5 separate regions of the Mus musculus genome follow, and all the other regions are linked to region 1. Evidence: chromatin contacts called from public HiChIP or PLAC-seq and promoter capture Hi-C data. All regions are on one chromosome and are shown on one strand. Each heading gives the region's core, a stretch centred on a gene start, on an enhancer-like site or on the middle of the called end of the contact. The rest is flanking DNA. Distances are from core to core; before and after follow the strand shown. Region 1 holds the start of Emp1 (epithelial membrane protein 1). Region 2 has its middle 37 kb from the start of Eif4a3l1. Region 3 holds the start of Wbp11 (WW domain binding protein 11). Region 4 holds the start of H2aj (H2J.A histone). Region 5 overlaps Atf7ip (activating transcription factor 7 interacting protein).

Region 1 (2,712 bases), core at 26-2,525:
TCTATCTATCTATCTATCTATCTACCTATCTATCTATCTATCTCTATTATCTATCCATCTATCACTTATGTACCCCAGGATAGCTTCTAGTTCTCCTTGAACTTATGCTATCCCTTCAACTACCTACCAACTCTCTCTCTCTCTCTCTCTCTCTCTCTCTCTCTCTCTCTCTCTCTCTCTCTCAATAGTGTCTCACTCAGTAGCCCACGCTGACTTGGAACTCACCATGTAGCCCAAGATGACCCTGGACTAAGAGCAATCCTCCTGCCTCAGCTTTTCAAATGTTGAGATCGCAGGCACGACCCACCAAACCTGTTTGATACATGTAATTCTTGCCATCTGTGTGAGCTAGGTGCCTACCATCCCCATTATATACAAGAAGGCAGAAAGAGAGGGCGCTTGCCCAAAGTCACATTGCAGCTAAGGAGAGCTGGGGTTAAATGTAGGCAGTGAGGACCTGAACCTCTTTAGGGAGGTGACCAGGGCTGCGGGATTGGACAACTCTGTAGCACCCCCCCCCCAACTCTGAGACTAAGTGGGGAGTGAGTGGTTCAGGGAAGAAGCTGTGATTGGGTCCCTGGCTGTCTTCACAAAAGCCAACTGTGGAGCAAGGTCCAATGATTATCACATGAAGATCAGAGTGCAAAGTCCTTAATTCGAAGACTTCCTCCTGCAATGCCTACAATCCATAGGGGTGAGAGTTTAACTAAAGGCCCAGGATTATGTGCTGTCAATCAGTGCCTCAACATTTGGAGCTTGCTGGGTGCCTTTCTACTCCATGGGTCTCATCCCACTGCCGCCTACAGGTCAGGGGCACAAGGGTCAGGCAGGGAAGCCAACGAGAAATGAGTCTGATAATTCCTGGTGATGAGCAGCTGCTGCTATGTGCAGTGGGGGAGGAAGAACGGGGGAATCCTGTTTGATGATTAGCCGGGACTTTAATTAACGTGGAACTGCATCTACCAGCTCTCCCCTCCTCCTGACCCTAACCTGTGTTTTGCCCTACGTCCTTGACAACCGAGGCTCCTTCTGGGTAGTAGAACTGGGCTTCGGTAAACAGATCTATTTGTGTGACTCCTCTTACTCATTTGAAGCAATGTCACTCCTTTTTCCACTGTGGTCTGTGTGTCTGAGTCAGAGGGAGCTACAACAGGGTTCTTTGAATTGATGGCTCACTCCCAGCCACATCTGACCGGCTGCCAACTTAGCAGGGCGTAGCTCACCAAGTTTTTTTTTTTTTAAATCCAGACTGATTCATAGAAACTCCTTTAAAACACGGGGAAAAGAAACCGCCCATCACACACCCCAGCACATCAGCCCAGGAAACTTATAACCTCGGGAGTCAGGTCCCTCCCCTCACTGTGGTTGCAAATCTCCTGAAGAGAGGACCAGACCAGCAGCCTGCTCTACCACCCAGGGCATCTGCCTCTCTCACTGGATACTCCAGGTAAGATTGTCCCCACACTGGAGAAACTCTGCAGAGCCCGCTCCTTTCTTTCCTCTCTTAGGCTCCTTGAAGCCCTCCCCTCTCTTCTTGCCTCTGCTATCCCTCTATGGCTCACAAAGAACGGAGTCCTTGAGACTTCTAGCTTAACGTAGTAGTGGAGGAATCTGGGATATCAGTGGGGGCCACATTCTCTTGCTGGTATGTGGATCCTTGCTCCGAGGAGACGGACGGAACGAGAAGGGACTTTGGAACAAACTTGAGTGCAATATTCTTTATGGAAGGAACTCTATGTGCCTTCGAAATGAATTAGCAGGGTTGGAAGATGTTTCCAAATCTTCTGTTTTCATTCAGATTACTTTGAGCTGAAATCTAGAAGGATGCTATGTTACCAAAACGCTCCGGCTTTTCTTTTCTCTCTGCGAAGGCAGGTTAAAGGCAGTCTCTGGGGAGAAAGTTTGTTCTGCTTTGTGGGTTGGTTATTGTTGTTTCTCTTTTACGCTTTTAGGTGACGGTGGATAAATATCTGAGTTTCAGTTAATTTTTGCGATTGCATTTACTGTCTGTCCCCCTCTTGTCTGTTGATGTCTGTTTAAGTATTTCGTTCTTTCTCTTGTTTTCCTCCACCCCCTTCTCACAGGAAGGGAAGAGGGGATTGGTTTGTTTAAAGAAAAACCGTTAGGGAAACAGAGGCAAAGGGTGTTTCAAATAAACCTTGGGAGGGGTTGATTTGGTGGAATGTGTGGGTTCCAGAATCCTTAGCCAGATGTGGAGGTGGAGGAAGGAGGCAGAGGGGAGAGGGTGGGGCTGGGGGCCTTCGGGGATTCCTGTAAGGTTGCTGAATGGCTCTGTGCTTCCACCCAGGCTTCTGCATTCTGGAGCCAACTTAGGAAAAAAAAAAAGATCTTTCAGAATCTATTAAAGGATTTTTTTTTCTAAGTGGACATGGAATTTTCTAGTGTGGCAGTGGTCATATGGGAATATTTACCTTATTTCTTTTGTGTAAAATATTATATAACTACAAACCCACGTGCTAAGTGCAAAAAGAACAAAGGCACTCGGCTGTGTTTGCTTTTGTTTTTATTAGCTTAGCATTTTGGTCGAATGTCTGTGGAGGTGTGGTTCATTTCAACACAGATGTGGGTTTTTTTTTTCTCCTCTCGTAAACAAGCCAGAGGAGAGTGACAGGATTCAGCTTGCCTGATGAAGAGCGAGGCGCCTTTCTCTTTAGAAATGCAGCTCGCTGGTTGGAAGAGAAAATTTAAAAG
Region 2 (2,700 bases), core at 98-2,597, 1.0 Mb after region 1:
TACTTGCGTCCCAAACAACCACTGTAGTCACTGACCAGCTAATGAAACTTTCTATCAGCTTGAGTCCATGTCCAAGTGGTCTTCTCTGGTAGTTACCTCATAGCAGTGATAAACCACTATTTTTTCAGCACCTAGCAACAAGGGAAGGCAGTAACGATCCAGCTGAGGCTCCGTCCTGGATGAATACCACCTAGAAATAACTTTGGTTCCCACACATTTTCTTTTTAAAACTGATTCCCGCACATTTTTTCTTCTTTTAGAGTATTATATTTATTTTATTTTATTTATGTATGTGCACGTGTCTGTGTGAGTGGATGCCACGTGTGTGGATGCCCATGGAGGCCAGAAGAGGGTGTCGGATCCTCTAGATCTGGAGCCGCGGGTACTGGGAACCCTGCAGAAGAGCAGCCAGCACTCTTGACTGCTGAGCCATCTTGCCAATCCAGTGAAGCATTTTCAGTATTGTCTGTGTAGATAGGGAGGTAATATCTAGGTCTGAGGAGGATTCGATTGGGTCGATAAAGACCGGAATGGGAGCATGAAGGGACAAAGAGGAAATTGTGCTAAAAATGGGTTGCCATCCATATTTTCTAACAAGCCACCACCCTCATTTCCTGCCTCCCTCCCCCTCCCTGTTTCTCTCTCTGACACCATCCCTAACCTCTGAGACTATCCCTGAAGCTGATATCATTATAACTCACAGCACCAAGAAAGTGGGTTCAACTACTTAGAATAAACCTATTTAGGAAAAAAAAAAAAAAGATAGCTGACCAGATATACATTTTTTTTCTCCCAATGAGGGGAGAAGTCTATGTTTCTTTCCATATTTCCCAGGGTCCAAGAACCACTGTTCGAATAAGTGCATGTTGCCATGGAAACCCAATTCATCATTACCATCATCAACAGTTACTAAACGCCTGCTAGTGCTGTTCTGAGTTACTTCCTACTTAGAAAAGAAAGAGATGATGTTTGCTGTGAGAGAATTTCTAATTATAAAGACTTCTAGAATAGAACTCGCTGGATGAGGAAAGGATGAACCTTTATCATCCATCACTGCCGGGAGCCAGGGATGCAGGGATTCACAAGACTCAGCTCCTAGCCACAGAGTTCAGCTGCAGGTGGGCAGGGGGCAGCATCAGGAAGGAGTGGTTACTGGACAACATGGAAATGTGGGGATGGACCCCAAAACCATCAGATTGGACACCAGAAGCACATACTTGCTCTGCATGTTTGTATACCGGTCCCTTGCTTCAGTGTGTATCTCTGAAGGTAACATCTTAAGACCCATCATGCACAGGGCACAGTTCCTACGTCCTCCCCCTAGATTCCTTCCCTGCTCCATGTCGTTGCTTTCGTGCCCCACCCCCTGTCACATGCAAACAGCACTCCTATAAAAAGTGTAAAGGATGGAAGTGTGGCTTCAGCAAGCTGTTAAGCCACAGAACTCATGAATAATTTAGACTCCACCGACTGCCAATGAGTCTCTGATCCAAAACTCTGGGTCCAGGGAGCCAATGCTGGGCAGGGCACCTGGGAGGGCTAATATGATGCCCTGGGGAGTGATTCATCTTTATTTATTCTGTGTTGTCAGCAAGCCTTGATGCAGGATGCTGACTGCCTGTCTGGATCTGCAATGCTTTTGGATCACCCTCTGGGGCCCTACTTGTTGCCAACCCTCCGTTAGTTGCTTCTTGCCAGGCCTCTGTGACAGACCCAACTAACTGCCTCGACTCCTGCATCTCACCACACTGTCCGTCACCTCTTCCAGTCCATCTACACTTGCCCCGCATATCCTACACCCCACCTATGCATCCACCGCAAAGCAAGCTTCACCCAACGGCAGTGGTTCTCAACCTGTGTGTCCCGACCCCTGCAGAGCAAATTATGCATTTCATAACAGTAGCAAAATTACAGATATGAAGTAGCCATGAAATAATCTGATGGTTGGGGATTGGGTTGCCACAAGGTAAGGGACTGTATTAAAGGGCTGCAGCAATAGGAAGATTGAGAACCACTGCCCAACAGGGTAGCTTTTTGTCCCCCTTTTGCAGTGGCTACGCACAATCCTATGTCCTACAGGAATGAAATGAGTGTGCTAACCCTCTTACATGACAGTGGGGTTCCCTAGAGAAGTTAAAGCAAAAGGTGGGCTAGTAAGCTTCACAGGCCAAGGACGTGGAATCAATACTGCAGTCTGCCCCATTTTCAAAGCTGCTGCAGTTCTTAAATGTGATCCTGAGAACATCAAGCCTTGTAGGCCATGAACACTCTATCTCCCTTCTGGGCAAAAGTAAGGTGATACTTAAGGGGTTTCTAAGAGTTGCATCCTGTTTCCTACAGGGAAAGGATGGCTAAAGGAAGGCCCACAGTTCATAGTGTCTAAAGTAGGTCTAGAGATAGACTATTATTATTGCACTGCCTAAAGCCTGCTTGGGTCAGCCTCTGCAGCCGGAACTCTGCGTAATAAGCTCAAATGTCACTTCCTTAATCCAGAGCCTCTGTGTTCACCTCCTCACATATGGCTTATAATCCTGTCTCCCCAGTCGCTGATACTTGAACTGGTGACACCTTCCTCCATCCACTGTCTCACCTCTTAGGGGCTAACATGCCCTCTACCAGACAATGCTTCCAACTTCACCAGAGTGTGACCACTGCAAACTATGTACCCATCGTCTTCCATGTCCAGGCGATGGATTATTA
Region 3 (2,700 bases), core at 43-2,542, 1.5 Mb after region 1:
CTTAACATTAAAGTATATTCTTACTAGCACATATGACTCCTGATTTATGTATTTTGAGGGAATTAAAAGTGGTAGTCACGGTAGGGAAATATTTTAAGGCCAGGCTTTCATTATTATCACTTCTTTCTCTTCCATTCCAAATGAATGAAACTTCCAAAAATTAGCCTTGCCCATAGTAAAAAAAGGAACAAATATTTCCTGTTCAAAGTGTGCGACACTTTCCTACAGGCTACATCTCCTGTGGCTCCCCCTTTAAGCATTAAACAAATCTACTTTCTTTCTACATTAGGAAAGGGAAGATCCCGAGGTAAATTTGAGACTCTAATTCCCTTGGCTCCTTAGGTGGGACTCTGTAAGTTGTTTTAGTTAATGCTTTTTTTCATCAAGCGTTCAGCTGGCCGGCTCCCTGCTGCTTCCCAGATATTTCAGAACTGATCGGTGTCGATTATGTCATTACAGATGTTTCTCTATCAGAAAGCAGAAGGGGCAGGAGTTTGGGAAGAAGGGAAGAGAAGGGTACTGACTATAGGGAACTACAAAAAGGCACGGATACAACAAATTCTATTTTTGATCTTTTCTTTAGTGTTTCCCTTCTTAAACCAGCCTCGGGCTCTCGTTTTGACGCCATCCCATCACACACACCTAAAAACCAATCAGCTACGAGTCAAGGAGAATTTTTACAAGACCATAGTGCCTCTGCCTGCAAACGTTGGCAGAGACAAGGTCAAAAGACCATGGGAACCCAGGCAGCACAAACGCAACCCGACCGGTCCGGTCCGGTCCGGGTCCACTCCAGGAGGCCTCACAGCAACTGCCGAAACCATAGCGACGGTTGATAGCGACTCGAGCGGCTAGACGTCAGCCCGCCGCCACCGGTCGCCGCACTCGGGCGGTGGGTCTGACCCGGCGGGAGATCCCGCCCGAGAACCCGTCGGACGCAGTGCCAGGCCGGCCCCGAGCCCTGAAACCCGAGGCTCCCGCCACCCCGGGCCCAGCGGAGGAAGAGCGCGGCCTCTGGGCCTGGTGTTTCAGAGAAGGCTTCGCAGGCCCCGGGGAGGGTCGCGGAAAACGGAGCACCGAGTCCCCACGCACTCACACGACTGCGAGGCTCCCGGGACGGCGAGAGCAGCTAGCGGGCGGTCCCGGAGGACTCTCTGCGAAGGGGCCTTCACCTCTGCCCCTCGGTCAACCACCCGGGAACCGCCATCTTGAAACCTCGCGCCCCTCCGCCAGCTCACGTCACTTCCTGTTCCCGCTGGCCGCGATCTCACCGCGTTGCCAGGCACTGGGCCCATAGAGCGAATACAACAACTTCAGAGCCAGAGGTACTTCCGCTCTCATTCACTATCCGATTGGATAACTATAGGCCAAGAGACCCGCCTCATTCCAGAGTATTGTAGATTGACACTAATATAACCCAATAGAAATAAAAAGTAAGGAAGCTGCTATTTGATTGGCCAATTGTTCTCAGAATTCTGACGCATTTCCGCAACTGCTTCTCTCTGGGGACACACTAGGTAGCGGTATGCGTACGCTTCTGTGTCGGCCATTGGATCTGTGTTAGTTGTCGTGTGTAAATGGATGCTGTTTTTCAGGAATGCTTCCATAGAAAACAAGTTAGGTAATAACACTGGGCACCGAGTCTAAGGTGCTCAGCAAACATCAGCCCTCTAAACCTACAGCATGTGATGAACTGAACAAATAGTTCCTAGGGGAGACTCATAAATCTACACGAAAATGTATATTTTAAAAGAGAAACGGTACATTTGTCGATTTTCCAGAGGAGAAGTTATTACATAACACTTCAAATGAACTTTGCATCAACCCAAACTCCTTTATGATGTCATTGCACACTCTAGATTTATCTGAAGTCTTCCTTTGAGGGTTCTCTAGAGTCACAGAACTTGTGGATAGTCTCTATATAGAAAGGGACTTTGTTATGATGACTTACGGTCTGTAGTCCACCTCCCCAACAATGGTCAGCTGTGAATGGGAAGTCCAAGGATCTAGGAGTTGCTCAGTCCCACCAGGCTAGTAGATTCCAACTGATGGGCTGGCAAGTAAATGCAAGCAGAGGAGGAAGAGAAAAACTTCCATCTTCCAATGTCTTATAGATCTCCAGAAGAAGGTGTGGTTCAGATTAAAGGTGTGTACCGCCACGCCTGGATCTGGGCCTTGTACTCAGAGATCTTACCTTACTCTCCTGGGGATACATAGCCACTATGCCTCAAGATTTCCATGCCAAGATCAAGGTCAGAAACTTGTATTTCCCAGCCTCAAGATCTGGATCACAGGTGAACCTTCCAATTCTGGATTGTGGTTTGTTCTAGATATAGCTGATAACCAGAAATAGCTATTATATTTCCCTTCTACATCCCCATTCCTTAAGACTCCTCCCCATCCTTTCCCCTTAAAGGTAAGCATTTAAAACGAAATCTTCATAAAGTGTGAACTTGGTCTGTCTCGAAAAAAAACCAAAAAGCAAAACAAAACAACAAAAAACCAAAAACAAAAAAACACAAATCAAAAAACCAAAAACACCCTCACACTTGGTTATTTTTCAACTTAGTTTCAGCATCCTTAACAGAAAAGGTCCTAAGGGAATTTTTGACATCAAGTACTTTGAAAGAACTGATTGAGGTGTATATTAATTTTTAGGATGTTGTAGATAGGCACTAATGTTACAATGAATTAATAACC
Region 4 (2,793 bases), core at 59-2,558, 1.4 Mb after region 1:
AGGGCTACAGGAAGAAAAGTCTCAAAAACTAAAACAAATAGAAAACCTACAAAGCTTCTTTTGCAGCTAGCTCTCCAGGTGGGTGTGTCAAGGAGCAGATGACGAAAGCTCGTTCTAGGAGGGCAGAATTCAGCCAAGGAGCTATGGCTGAGCCGGAATTGCTGTGGCACTCACAAGCACAGACCCTGGAGTCAGATAGTCAGATTTGAAAGTCGCCCCTGGCTATACTGGAGACTAATTTCCATGAGTATGGTATGAGGGAACAGAGGTGCTCTTCTCTGGGCTTCCGGTTTTTGATTGTTTCCAGGTAGTTTCTCTCTTAGGCCAGGCTCAATTCAAGTTCTCCATACTCCTGCATCAGCTGGGTTTATAGGCACTGAACACCATAGTCTGCTTACTGTTGTATTTTATTTAAAAAAAAAAAAAAAAAGCCGGGGACGTTTGGTGGAGGAGCGTTATTGTGCACGTAGGGGGTAGAGGGGGTGCGGCCCATGCTGAGGTACCAGCCACAGGACGGTATAGTAGTTTATTTAGGGCATGAGGTGAGTTGAGGGGGTAGTAGCGAGAGCGAGAGAGAGAGAGAGAGCGAGAGCGAGAGCGAGAGCGAGAGAGAGAGAGAGAGAGAGAAAAGGCCGAGGGGGTGTGCGGGTGGAGGCCGGCCATGAACACGTGGAGAGAGGGGTAGGGGAATGGGAGAGAAGGGACAGAGGGCTAAGAGAGTAAGAAAGCAAGAGAAAAGTGTGGGTGTGTGTGTGGGGGGGGGCAAGCAGCTTCTTTTACAGTGGGTCAGGCACACCTGGCTGCTGCCAGGTAACTGTGGGGCGGAGCCTAGAAGAAATGCCAACACCATCATTTTTATTTTTTGAGATAAGGTCTCACTTCCTAGCTTGGTCTATAACGCACAAAGTAGCCCAGGCTGTCTTTGTATTGGTAATCCTCCTACTTCAGCTCTTTCTCCCTCCAAAAGCTAGGATTACTGATTTGAACCAAGTATGGCTTTGCTTAACTCCCCGTTTTCGCTGCCCTCCCTCCGTTCCTTCCTTATTAGGCTGGTATGGATCTTGGAATATCTACAGCTGACCTTAGGCTCCGGGCAATCTTGTATCGGCTACCCTAGTGCTGGGATTGCAGACTCGAACCACCCAGTTAACTACATCCTGGCAGCCAATCCCAACAAGTTTGAGGATGCCTGTGAACTATGTAAATTAGGACTAGAAATTTGAGCTTTTGATTGGGAGACATCTGGATGGGCGGGGGCTCTGCTTCCGCGAGCTGATTGGGTACGGTACCTGCCTGTCACGGGCGGCAGCGGCTGCAGTTTGGCGAGGCAGTTCCGGGGTGGCGCGCGTCGTCCCGGAACTGAGCGAGCCGGTGTTGGAGTTCCAGGCGCGGGGTCGAGCATGTCCGGGCGAGGCAAGCAGGGCGGTAAGGTGCGCGCCAAGGCCAAGTCGCGCTCGTCGCGCGCGGGCCTGCAGTTCCCCGTGGGCCGCGTTCACCGGCTGCTGCGGAAGGGCAACTACGCGGAGCGCGTGGGCGCGGGAGCGCCCGTGTACCTGGCGGCGGTGCTGGAGTACCTGACGGCCGAGATCCTGGAGCTGGCGGGCAACGCGGCGAGGGACAACAAGAAGACGCGCATCATCCCTCGTCACCTGCAGCTGGCCATCCGCAACGACGAGGAGCTCAACAAGCTGCTGGGCCGTGTGACCATCGCGCAGGGCGGCGTCCTGCCCAATATCCAGGCCGTGCTGCTGCCCAAGAAGACGGAGAGCCAGAAGGTGAAGAGCAAGTGAACCCGACAGACGGGTGCAGAGCCCGCCCGCCACAGTCCGCAGCCAATAAAGTCGGTGAAAAGCGAGTAATCTAGAGAGCTGTGTAGTCGCGGGACCGAGGGGGTGTTGGGTGGGGACGAGTTCCAACTTTGAGCGTGACGCAGGCCACCTGTGTGGCCATGTGCGAGCCGGAGGAACCCAGCGGGTGGATTGGGAGAGCCCCGTCGCATCACCGTGGGCAGGAGAAGCGGACCTAGTGCCCAGAGGCTACTCTGGAATTGGCTTTGCCTAACTCCCCAGTCTTAGGGAAAAGTGGTAGGGAAGGTGTTGCGAGCTGTGAACAAGAAGTTGCCTCGCTTGTCATACATAGGAAGGTTGAGCTATATGTACCCTAGCCATTTGGAAAAGACAGGAACTTGGGATCCTTGGTGGGTGCTAGTTATTTATGGTAGTATTTAAGCTAATAGATGTTACGTATTCGTGATCTGAATGCCAGCCATCTTCACATTGCACACTTGTGTTCAATATTCTTTATAATGAAGTAACTTGTGCAATACGGAAGTGAGTCACGAAGTTTGCGCTCTGGATGGTGTTGCGTAACAGCGGGGCCCTCGGTCTTAAGTAGTGTATGTTTAGCAGCTCCTAAAATGATCTTCTCTTGGTGCTTGCGGTGGTGTTACCCCTCATCCCTGCATTTGGGAAGTAGAACGCCTTTCGTGGCTAGATAGCGAGTTTGTGGCCGTTTCTGAACTACATTAGACCGTGTCTCAAAATATGTTTCTGTCTCCCCTCGAGTTTTAGCTGCATGGCAGCCTCTTATCCAGCACTGATTCTGAGAATCAGCCTGATTTTACTTAAAAGCAAAACCGATTTTTTTTTTTTTTTTTTAGGGGTGACTGTTAGCTTTCCTGGGATCAGGTTTCTTCTTTTCCGTAACTGTTGAGTTGGGTGATGGCGCCTCAAGGAAGGAAAGGGTCGTGTGAGTTAACGTAACGCGGAGAGCCAAACCCCAGGGCCCTGGAAA
Region 5 (2,700 bases), core at 134-2,633, 1.2 Mb after region 1:
TACTATTGAATAGAAAAATGATATTCTAATGGAAGACAAATTAAGGTGCAGTTTCTGATCTTCTGATTTTACATGGTATGTGAAGAGAGAGTGTTGAAGTGTGGTCAATGAAGTGGAGATAAGAGCTAGAGATCTTGAGAGCAGTTACCTCAGGTTTGGATGATGGACACAGTGAGGAGAAGAGGGTTGGCTGTTAAGGAGAGGACCATTAGTGTTAGTTCTGAATGGTGGGTGTTCTAGCCCATGTTTGTTAACCCAGGACTTTGGAAGGCAGATGCATGAAGAATGCTATATGTTTTAGGCTAGTCTAGGTCTAAAGAGTGAGACTGTCTCAACCAAACAAAACCTGTTGAATCCAGACGAGCCTAGACTAGAATTTATCTGTTGAGTTGGACTGTTGTTTTTCTGGGACACGGAACAAAAGGTATAAGCCACGACAGCAGCCTGATATTCTCTTTTCTTGTTTTTATTAGAAGGAGAAAACCCAGTATCTAAACAGGTTGGCTAAAAACTGTATGGATGAGTGTACAGCTAGGTTATTTTTCAGCTTTTATTGAAGTTTGACTGTTATTTAGTCTCTGAGCCTGTTATGGATATCACAGATTGGTGGTAAAGCCTGCCATTAGACTCAGTAACAATTGAGATAGTACCCAAGGTTTATCAGGTTAGCTATACTGTGAGCACATCTATTCAGAACAGTCGTAGTTTACTAACATCTTGATTTTATTGAATAAACGAAACCATCCTCAGCCACAATGCTCTAAGGCTCCTGTGGCTTGGCCAGGTAAGGTATCACAAATACCTTCGGGGGGTAGATGCAGGAGGATTGCGAGTTTGAGGGCAGCTTGAATGTACTGTGGATTCAGGGTTTTGGTTAGTGAGATTGTCCCAAAAAAATACAAAACAAGGGTTGGTGTCATACTTCAGTGATATGAAGCATGTAGTATGGTCAAGGCCCAGGCTTGACCCCCCCCCCCAGACTAATTTTTTTTTTGTAACTTTTATTTTTATTTTTATTTTATTTTATTTTGTTTTCTAATATAGCTTTTAAGACAGTTTTCACAGACATTGTCCAGTTCATCTCATGGAAACTTGAATAATGTCTCTTTTAAGACTGAGTAATTAAAAAAATGTATATGTAATATATCAAGTGTATACAGAAATAGAATGAGATAAGGAAACACGTGAATTATCATCTCTTGCGGCCAGTCTGTCTGTCACCTCTCTTATGCCTTAAACAGTCGTAGTAAGTGCCCACATTTAGATAGCACAACACAAGAACACTGAGCTTGAACCCGTGTGCGGAAGGATGGAGGAGCCTGGCTCCAGAGCTGCTGGAGCCTGAGAAGCAGAACAGGCCCTTTGTGTGCCTTGGGGCCTTTCTTCTGCCAAGTTTGCTGGGGTGTTCTCAGATGTGGCTTGATTATACCTCCCCACTTCCGGACTAGGTTGCACCCTTTGTCCTCCGGTTCCCCTTCCCTGGGAGTCTCTGGTCTTCATTGACTTTATACTAGTACCATTGACTTTATACTAGTAGCTCTGTGTATCCTGGGAGTGTACTCAGGACATTCAGACTACAAAGAGATATTTAATTTTATGGGAACTTATTAAAATATGCTTTGTTACCACCTTAGTTTTTAAGACTGTATCATTCCAACTAAAAAATGTGGTTGTAAAGTCTAACCATTCTGCTAGATTGAGTACTTTTGAAGCTTAGATTTTGTCAAAACAATTTAATTAGCTTTTTAAAATTAAAATCAACGTGATCAAATGAATATAGGATTTAGACAGATTTGACACTCTTCTTGTGATGGCCGTGTTCCATTAAAGGTAAAATAGAAAAGGTAAATAGAAAGAAAAAGGGGCTCTTGAGTGGGGTTCGAGGGACTGGCTTTCTCCTCTCTTTTCTGGACTGAAATGGAGGCTTGCTTTCAGGCAATTCCCTGGTGTGCACTCTGCGTGATTTGGCTCTATCTCTGTTACTGCTAATACGTGGCCTGGATTTCAAGTTGTTTGGGATCGGAATGTGCCCAGACTCTGTATTGCAAGTCCGGATTCCCAGGCATTTTGTTGCAAAACTGGCTTGCTGCCTTCTTTTTTCTTTTCTGTGTCCTAAGTGGCTGCATTGTTTGTTGCAGTATATGCATTAGCTATCTGTGTTCAGTTTATTGCAGCCTGACAAAGTGGGAGGGGCTTGCTTTGCTCCATGGCTGAGTTTTCACTGTGTGAGTTCTTCAGTGCACAGTGCAGCCATCTTAATTACACTTTTGTGCAACTGAGACTGTGCAGCTGTCTCAAAATGGCTGCTAACCCAATCCCTGAAGCTGCATAGGCAGCAAGTGTGCCAGTGAGGAGACTTGTCACATGCACCAGGATCAGAGGTAAGAGCCAGGAAGCTTTGATCTTTAAGCATTACAATTAGAAAACATTAGAACATGACCAAGCTTGGATAGGAAGGAGAACTCGCATGTGAAAAAGTTGGCATGTTTACTAAGACCTGTAAGCTTGTGTTAGAGAAACCGTGTGTTGGGATGGTGAGGTCAAAGGTTAAATTCCTCCTGTGATTCCTCACCAGTTTGTTGTCATTGTCAGGACACTGGATCACCACAGTGGTGCTTTTCTGATCCATGCCGAATTTAATGCTCCTTGTGTATTTGATAATTAATTCATTAGATATTTGTAGAAATTCAAACTGTATAT

The links. Promoter capture Hi-C pulls out the DNA fragments that hold promoters and counts their contacts. HiChIP or PLAC-seq counts read pairs in DNA pulled down with a chosen protein or histone mark. Capture Hi-C pulls out chosen DNA fragments and counts their contacts.
Region 2: a contact with region 1 is called in a promoter capture Hi-C map of hippocampal neurons, with 2.8 times the contacts expected there. The contact joins the enhancer-like site here to the promoter of Emp1 in region 1. A contact is called at or near these places in 4 of 39 promoter capture datasets (embryonic stem cells, hippocampal neurons, liver and 1 more) and 1 of 115 datasets of contacts at active chromatin or transcription factors (embryonic basal ganglia).
Region 3: a promoter capture Hi-C map of adipose tissue shows a contact between it and region 1, with 2.4 times the contacts expected there. The contact joins the promoter of Wbp11 here to the promoter of Emp1 in region 1. A contact is called at or near these places in 1 of 39 promoter capture datasets (hippocampal neurons), 2 of 115 datasets of contacts at active chromatin or transcription factors (the NIH/3T3 cell line and extraembryonic endoderm stem cells) and 1 of 9 other capture datasets (adipose tissue).
Region 4: a contact with region 1 is called in an HNF4G HiChIP or PLAC-seq map of pancreatic cancer cells. The contact joins the promoter of H2aj here to the promoter of Emp1 in region 1. A contact is called at or near these places in 2 of 39 promoter capture datasets (embryonic stem cells and hippocampal neurons) and 3 of 115 datasets of contacts at active chromatin or transcription factors (astrocytes, large pre-B cells and pancreatic cancer cells).
Region 5: a promoter capture Hi-C map of embryonic stem cells shows a contact between it and region 1, with 2.3 times the contacts expected there. The contact joins the enhancer-like site here to the promoter of Emp1 in region 1. A contact is called at or near these places in 2 of 39 promoter capture datasets (embryonic stem cells and hippocampal neurons) and 2 of 115 datasets of contacts at active chromatin or transcription factors (astrocytes and large pre-B cells).

Annotation. Positions count from the first base shown.
Region 1 is chr6:135,361,656-135,364,367 of GRCm38.p6, forward strand. Emp1 (epithelial membrane protein 1) reads left to right here and starts at 1,276. Exons shown (of 5, transcript NM_010128.4): 1 at 1,276-1,447.
Region 2 is chr6:136,363,219-136,365,918 of GRCm38.p6, forward strand. No RefSeq gene overlaps it. Among named protein-coding and RNA genes, the nearest start is that of Eif4a3l1, 37 kb to the left of the region's middle. Within about 2 kb of position 1,348, at least 23 of the 459 cell types and tissues checked have an H3K27ac peak or open chromatin away from gene starts, as enhancers often do. A contact at or near this core is called in hippocampal neurons, where this site is marked.
Region 3 is chr6:136,826,924-136,829,623 of GRCm38.p6, forward strand. Wbp11 (WW domain binding protein 11) reads right to left here and starts at 1,293. Exons shown (of 12, transcript NM_021714.4): 1 at 1,097-1,293. It overlaps BC049715 (cDNA sequence BC049715), which reads left to right and starts at 1,920. Exons shown (of 3, transcript NM_178776.3): 1 at 1,920-2,146.
Region 4 is chr6:136,806,940-136,809,732 of GRCm38.p6, forward strand. H2aj (H2J.A histone) reads left to right here and starts at 1,309. Exons shown (of 1, transcript NM_177688.4): 1 at 1,309-2,793. The coding sequence starts at 1,401. The coding sequence ends at 1,790.
Region 5 is chr6:136,530,673-136,533,372 of GRCm38.p6, forward strand. All of the region lies in intron 1 of Atf7ip (activating transcription factor 7 interacting protein), which reads left to right. Among named protein-coding and RNA genes, the nearest start is that of Atf7ip, 13 kb to the left of the region's middle. Within about 2 kb of position 1,384, at least 307 of the 459 cell types and tissues checked have an H3K27ac peak or open chromatin away from gene starts, as enhancers often do. A contact at or near this core is called in astrocytes, embryonic stem cells and hippocampal neurons, where this site is marked.